Linked DNA regions of Callithrix jacchus: region 1 is linked to region 2. A link is a contact called in public Hi-C data. All regions are on one chromosome and are shown on one strand. The core of a region is the stretch at or near the end of the contact, and the rest is flanking DNA. Distances in the headings are between cores, read along the strand shown.

Evidence for each region. Hi-C and Micro-C count contacts between places; a contact is called where the count stands out from the background.
Region 1: a contact with region 2 is called in a Hi-C map of skeletal muscle, with 10 times the contacts expected there. The contact joins the promoter of ZAR1L here to the enhancer-like site in region 2. A contact is called at or near these places in 3 of 3 Hi-C or Micro-C datasets (induced pluripotent stem cells and skeletal muscle).

Annotation. Positions count from the first base shown.
Region 1 is chr5:151,531,742-151,535,586 of calJac240_pri, reverse strand. ZAR1L (zygote arrest 1 like) reads left to right here and starts at 1,823. Exons shown (of 4, transcript XM_002748958.7): 1 at 1,823-2,463; 2 at 2,973-3,065. The coding sequence starts at 1,825.
Region 2 is chr5:151,109,824-151,113,773 of calJac240_pri, reverse strand. The region is part of intron 1 of FRY (FRY microtubule binding protein); the gene reads right to left. Among named protein-coding and RNA genes, the nearest start is that of FRY, 65 kb to the right of the region's middle. Within about 2 kb of position 1,318, at least 3 of the 16 cell types and tissues checked have an H3K27ac peak or open chromatin away from gene starts, as enhancers often do.

The DNA.
Region 1 (3,845 bases), core at 574-3,073, 420 kb before region 2:
TTGCCATTCATTAGCTCTACCATAATAGACTTTTTAAAAACCTATTCTCTTCTAGTCCAGCTGCTCAATTTCCTATTTGTATTCAATTTACAATATGGTTTAATTTTGATTAAAAACATATTTCCAGCTGGGTGTGGTGGCTCACACCTGTACTCTGGGAGACGGAGGTGGGTAGATCACTTGAGGTCAGGGGTTCGAGACCAGCCTGGATAACATGGCAAAACCCCATCTCTACTAAAAATACAAAAATTAGCTCTGTGTGGTGGCATGCGCCTGCAATCCCAGCTACTTGGGAGGCTGAAAAGAGAGAATCGCTGGAACCCAGGAGGTAGACCCAGGAGGTTGCAGTGAGCTGAGATCATGCCACTGCACTCCCACCTGGGAGACAGAGTGAGGAGACTCCATTTCAAAAAACAAAACAAAACAAAAAACCATTATTTTCTGAGTTGTATATATATTTAATGTGCACAACATGATATTTTGATATGTGTACATAGTGAGATGATTACTACAGTCAAACAATTAACATAATTTTCTTTTGTGTGCGGTGAGAGCACCTGAAATATCTCTTTGAAAATTTCCAGTATAAAATACAGTATTGTTAACTGTAGTCATTGTGCCATACATTAGATCTCTAGACTCATTTGTTCTAACTGTAACTTTATAGGCTCTGCCCAATCTCTCTCCATGCCTCCCAACTTCCTGTCCCTGGTAACCACCATTCTACTTTCTGCTTGTATGTATTTGACTTTTTCACATTCCACATATCAGTGAGTTTAAGCAGTATTTTTCTATCTGGCTTATTTCACTTTGTGTAATATCCTTCCAGTTTCACCCAATTTGTTGCAAATGGCAGGATCTCCTGTTTTAAGGCTGAGTAATATTCCATTGTATAAATACATGCCACAATTTCTCTATCCATTTATCTGTTAACAGACACTTAGGTTGGTTCCATAACTTGGCTATTGTGAATAATGCTACAATAAACAACGAAGTGAAGATATCGCTTCAGGATATTGATTTCATTTCCTTTGAGTAAATACCCAGTAGTGGGATTGCTGGATTATCTGGTACTTCTATTTACTTTTTTTTTTTTTTTTGAGGCGGAGTTTTGCTCTTGTTACCCAGGCTGGAGTGCAATGGCGCGATCTCAGCTCACCGCAACCTCCGCCTCCTGGGTTCAAGCAATTCTCCTGCCTCAGCCTCCTGAGTAACTGGGACTACAGGCAGGCACCACCATGCCCAGCTAATTTTTTGTATTTTTAGTAGAGACAGGGTTTCACCATGTTGACCAGGATGGTCTCGATCTCTTGACCTCGTGATCCACTCACCTCGGCCTCCCAAAGTGCTGGGATTACAGGCGTGAGCCACAGCGCCCGGCCTTCTGTTTACTTTTTTGAGGAGCCTTCATACTGTTGTCTATAATGTCTGTACCAATTAACATTACCACATTACCTTACAAAGGATCTTTAGAATGGTCACTGCAGGAATAAATGAATGAGTCACTAACTAAAGCATGTGTGTGAATAAGCTGGAAATCAAAAACAGCTTTGAAAAAAGATTCCCAAACAGTGAATTGAAGAGATAGGGAAAATCAATTAGGTAGGAAACAGGTGGCAATTAGACGTCTGTAGATAGAGCTTCTCTCCCTCAATCAAGGTAATAGGCAGCAGCTCCCATTAGAATCTAAAATAAATGGAGAAGCCAGGAATTAATCTGAACCAACTTGATCAGGAGAAAGAAGGGGCGGGTGAAGGAGGAAGGCAAAATAAGGACACAAACCGCAGTAGGATATTAGGCTGCGCCTGAGCACCTGCTGAGCGGATGGAGCGCTTTGTCCGTGTTCCCCATGGCTTGTACCAGGGCTATGGGAACACAGTACCTTTAGGCCAGCCTGGACTCTCAGGGCATAAACAGCCCGACTGGAGACAAAATATGGTTCCCCCTGTTTTCCTGGCTAGGCCAGGGCTCCTGGTGCCGGCGAACGCTCCTGACTACTGCATGGACCCTTACAAGAGGGCGCAGCTTAAGGCCATTCTCTCCCAGATGAATCCCAGCCTGAGCCCGCGGCTGTGTAAAGCCAACACCAAGGAGGTGGGCGTGCAGGTGAGCCCGCGGGTGGACAAGGCTGTACAGTGCTCGCTGGGGCCTCGCACCCTGAGCAGCTGCTCCTCCTGGGACGTCAGAGACCCCCGGAACCCCCTGCCAGCGTGCGGGGTCACTTCGCCTGCCACGGGCCACGGGGGCTTGATCTGCCTGCGGAGGGATGAGGATGAGAGGGAGAGCAAGGCACTCTCGGGTCCTGCGGAGGCCAGCCAGCCGCTGTCACCACCATCAAGGTCCGAAGCTGAATGGCAGGAGGAACCCGGGCAGCTGGAGGAATCGGGGGAGAAAGACGCCCCGCGCAGCAAGCAGGCGCCTGGAGACACTGCCGCGAAGCCGCTTCGGAGGTCTAACTTCCAGGTGGACCCTCTCTTCCCTCTTAGTCCTCGGTCAGCCCCATCCTCTCCCTCCTTTTTCATCTATGGGGGCAATAAAAGCAAAATCTTCTCTCTCTTCCTCCATGTACTTGGAGAAGGAGAGGGAGCTCTAAAAACATGTATTTCACGTGGCCTGTATGTTTGGTAAGTTTTGAGTAAAGTAGGTGCCCACCCAGGTAAGCCTATGAAAACCAACAGACTGGCAACCACTGCTCTTGGGGAATTTGGAGACAAAGAAGGGCTTCAAGTCTGTGAAACATGAAATCAGACTTTCGTTTTGGGAAGATTTGCCGCTGGCATTGTGGAAAATGAATTGGAAAAGTACAAAAGACGGCAGCGAGCGTCATCTTTAAGAGAGATGAGAAACTGAATTAATGCAGTTTTGAGAATATCGTGAGGTTAAACAAGTTATATTTTCCTTATACAAAGCCGTGAGGAAAGAAAGATCTGGTCTTTGCATGATGGTAAAGTACTTTCCCCCTTTAATTTCAGGTTTTGGAACCAAAATACGGCTATTTTCACTGCAAAGATTGTAAGACCAGGTGGGAGAGTGCTTACGTGTGGTGCATTTCTGGAACTAACAAGGTAAGTAAAAGTGAGTGGCAGGTGAGAGGAGAATGGGGTGGGCACAGATGTAAGCGGGGAAGAATCTGATTCCTGAGGGAGCTTGGCTCTCACAGTCCTGTCTTGATCCTGGTGGCATCCCCAGTGCCAGGTGTGTGGGAAGTGCTGAACGAATGTTTGAATGGAGCCGAATCGGACTGTCCACCCGAGTTTCCGAACCAGATTCTGGTGTTATATTTGACAAAATGTCAGGTTACTTAGATGAACCTTTGTCCTTGTCTACATTGGAAGTTTTTGTAATCGTTTTTTAGTTGGTACCTTTGGAAAAGGTCTGGGCCTTAGCGCTAGGAAATTTCCACGTTTGTCCACAAGGTGGGGCAATAAGTGAAAAAACTTACTGTAAAGATGAGCCTGTAAGAGACTGACTTAGGCTACGTGGAAGGTTTCTTTTGTCCCCTTCCTAATTTAATTGCCAACATATTAAGATTGGAAAAGACTTCACGTTAAATTCTGCATTTCTGCATTTTCATGAATATCATAGGCTCTATTCATTATAGACCCTCGTTTGAGAATGAGAACAGCAGGCTGCCCTAAGTCTTGGTCTCCTTTTCCTTGGCCTGTGCAGCTCGTTTTGCAGCAGTCTATATGGCAGGATGGTTTTTTTTTTTTTTTTGGAGACGGAGTTTCGCTCGTTACCCAGGCTAGCGTGCAAAGGCGCATTCTCGGCTCACCGCAACCCCCGCCTCCTGGGTTCAAACAATTCTCCTGTCTCAGCCTCCCAAGTAGCTGGGATTACAGGCG
Region 2 (3,950 bases), core at 69-2,568:
GTCACAATCTTGGAAGAATAAGAATGTGTTTTCCTTAAAAAAAAAAAGTTTTAGAGGAGATTATTGTTAGAATTTCTTTTCTAAAATTCAGCATGGGAATAAAAGACCTGCTTTTGAGAAGACACTGACTGGAATGATAAATAATAAATGTTTGACTCAAATCATAAAGCTACATTATATAACTTCAAATAAATGTCTTCAAGACAGGCAGTGTATTATTTTAAAAGCTTTCATTTTTTTAATAGCAAGGCTAAGAGAAAAGCAGAGGCACATTATGACATTACTCTAGCGCCCTCTGGTGTCCCACTTGCAGCACACCGTTTGGAGTTCATTATTTGCTGTTTGTATAGCTATTTGCAAAGGAGCATTTTGGGAAACCACTGATGTGTCTGAAGAGAAATGCCTCATTAAAGAAACCAAATATGTGGATCTTACAACATCTTACAACCAAATGATTTGCTAATTATGCCCATACATCCTGTTTACCTCACTCTGGGGAGCTGGAGTTGGCATTATGCTTATTAAGGCCACACAGGTAAGTGGAGTTGATTAAACATGAGGGCTTGAAAAGGAAATCTCTGTAATCCCAGCCAATGTTTGTCTTGTAGAAAATTTCCATGGGAAGCTATAGGTGACACGATAAGAGCCGGATGTTTGGTGGATACCGGCCCTTATTAAACATGCTTTGGTTAAAAAAAATTGTAAAAATTAGATCACTGAAAATTTATTGTCACGAGTGATGTTAGTCTTTTTTTTGTGTGTGGGTCAGAAATGCAAATATGCCCCTTTAAAACACACAAATTTAAAACTGACTCTATATTTAAAAGTCAACTTAACCTGAAATATTAAAATAATAACTGCAACTCACAAATATTGTAAAACAAAAGATAAGAGCATGTAAATTGTAAGTAGGCATAAAGGGAAAAAAAACCCAAATAACTCTACTCTAACATAATGAATACAAATCTCTGAAGGAAATATACTCAAATGGTAACAGAGTTTGTATTAAAGTAACAGAATTGTGTCTTTTTACTCATGCTAACTGCACCTATTTCCTTTTGATCCCTTCATCATCTAATCCTACATTCCAAGTGCTAGAAGCAGCTGTCCTCACTTCTGTCTACTGTTGTCCTGTCTTTTTCATTGTCACAGCTGAGAAATTGACAATTTATGTAACCCAGTTCATCTGCTTAGCAACAGGAAGGGCGGGGCTCAAAACAGAGGAAAACTACCCCGTAGCATTTGCAATTGTGAAATGAGAAAGGAAGAATGGGGAACTGGCTAAAGGCCATGTAACTTATCTCTGAGGAGGCTGAAAAAAGGGATCAAACTATTTTCAATTCTAAACCTCAAAAGAATAAGTCAGAAGAAATGGCCTATATTCTTCTTAAACCTCTATAATTACAGTCTTAAGAGTGCCAAGTGATTAGAACACCATAAACAGTGCTTCCTTGACAAATACGTAGAAAGTTCCTTGCTCCTGAATTTCTATATGTGTAAATGGGCTTGGCCTCCAAAATCACCTTAGGGAAACACTGTATCTTAGCTGAGAGTCAGATAATCCCATGCAGATAGGAGTTCTAGCCATGCGAGAACCCGTAATACAGCTACTCTGAGCACGGATCTCACTCCTTGTCCTGCTGTACTTCCCACTTCATCTTGCATCAGCAAAGAGGAGGAAACAAAATGGGAAAAGAGCGGGAGCATCCCCACGTTCTTTGCACTCCAAGCTTTCCATCTCTGTCAGAACCTACTTAGAGTTTACTACAGTCTCATTGTATGAACGAAGACCCAGCAGTGGTATGGGCACAAAGGTCATGTCATCAAGTTGCATTAACCTGCCATGTATCTCATCAGAAACTTATCAGATGTCCAGTGCCATCATGTTTCTTTCTTCTTTATTGTGGGCTTGATCACAAATTTAGAAGAAAGGGGATTCCATGAACCGAATCAGCCAAATGATGTGTTTCAATTTTATTTTCTATGGTTCAATTTTATTTTCTCGGTTAGTCCGTAGAAATTTGGCTAAATCAGCCACGACATTGCCATGAAATAAAAGAGAAAATGTCACCCAGTTCCCATTTAACAGATTTTCCTGCTGCTTAAATTGGTTTATTCATTTGTTCAAAGTGTGTTTTTTGAGCACCTACTATGTGCACTGTTCCAAGCACTGAGGTTATTGTGGTGAATAAGACCGAAAGACTTCTGCTCTCAAAAGCTGATAATATGATTATGTGTGAGCACACACACACACGGACTAAAAAGGAAAAATTAATAGATACATAAGAAAATGTCAAATAGCAAAACAAATACATTGCAGAGAATTAAGACATAGTAACATGGCAGTGAGTAACTGTTTTATTAGCCTGGTGCAAAAGTAATGGCAAACCCACAATTACTTTTGTACCAACCTAATAGGCTGGGTGTCAGGGAGACTTCTATGAGGAGTGAATGAGGCTGAGACATGAATGTTAAGAAGGATCCAGCCATGCACAGATTAGGGTTAAGAGCATCCAGCCTAGAAACAGCACATGTAAAGGCTCTATGGTAGGAACACACTTGGTGTGTTACAAAAATAAAAAGTAAACCAGAGTTTGGTTGGGGTTGAAGAGCGATGCAAAATGATACTGGAGAATTAGACAGGGCCCAGATGATGCAGGGGTTTCGTAAACCAGGCAGAGTCTGGATCTCACTGCAAACGAGATAGGAGGCCAAAGGGGAATTATACATGGGGAGGAGAGAGTGATCCAGTATTATTATTATTTTAAAAGATCATTACCGTGTGGAGAAGTGATGGAAGGGAGACAAGAATAGGAGGAGGGAGACAAAACTGGGAGGCTCTTACAGTAGGCGAGGGCGAAAGAAAACAGGGATTAGGACTGGAGGGCTGATAACGGAAACAGAAAGGATTAGATAGACTGCGATCCGTTTGCGAGGCAGGTTTAATAGGATAGGCTGAATGTGGAAGGCGAAAATAAGAAAATAATCAAAATAAGCCTTAGATTTTTTTGTCTGGATGTTGGATGTTGGTGCTATCTACTGAAATGGGAAAACTGGGGAAGGAACAGGTATGTGATACAGAATCAACTTTAATTTTGGCCAGGTTAAACCTGCGATGTCTCCGAGATGTCCACACAGATGCATTTCGGACTTGAGTTGAATATTTTGGGGAGATGCGGGGCCATAGATAAAGATCTGGGTATTATTAGCACATGGGATTGGAGGAGATGACCTCATAGACAATGAAGAGGAGGGGTCTTGGGACCCAGTGTCTTGGAGCATTCAGCATGTAGTAGTTGGACAAGGGTGGAGAAGCCATCCAAGAAGACAGGAAAGAAGCAGCCAGTGAAGTATGAAGAACTCAGGAGAGTATGGTACCCAGAGAACTACTGGGGAAAGTAGGGAGGTCAGTGGAGTTAGTTGCTACCAGAGATGTCTTAGAAAGATATGAAGATTAGGGTGACCAGGGAGTTGGACAATATCACTAGATTAAAAGGAGGAAGGAGTCTGCATAGAAGCCAAGCAACTGAAATTGAGTCCAACACCATGAACACCCTACGGTACAAACTTACATACAGAGTTTTTCTAAGTTCTAAAATATCTTTTCATTATTTACAGCTCGTGTCATTTTTATTTCTATAACAAAACCTCCTAAACATGTGCTTAAGTATTTCTAACCTTATGAGCACATGTTGTGATACAGACATTGAAATCTGGCTTTACCAATAATATTCTTTGCCTTTTGCTTTCTTTCCTACTTTTTCTCATGTTACTCAAAATCAAGGGCATTCAATGCACAAAAAAAATAGGTAAAATTCAAATCAATTAACTGTTACCCTTTGTAGAGAACACTTGTTCCTGATCAGAAACTAGAAACCACTGGCTAAAATGAAGTTTGGTGATTATCTCTGGGTTTCAATGATTCAGATGATAAATTACTCCCCTTTCAT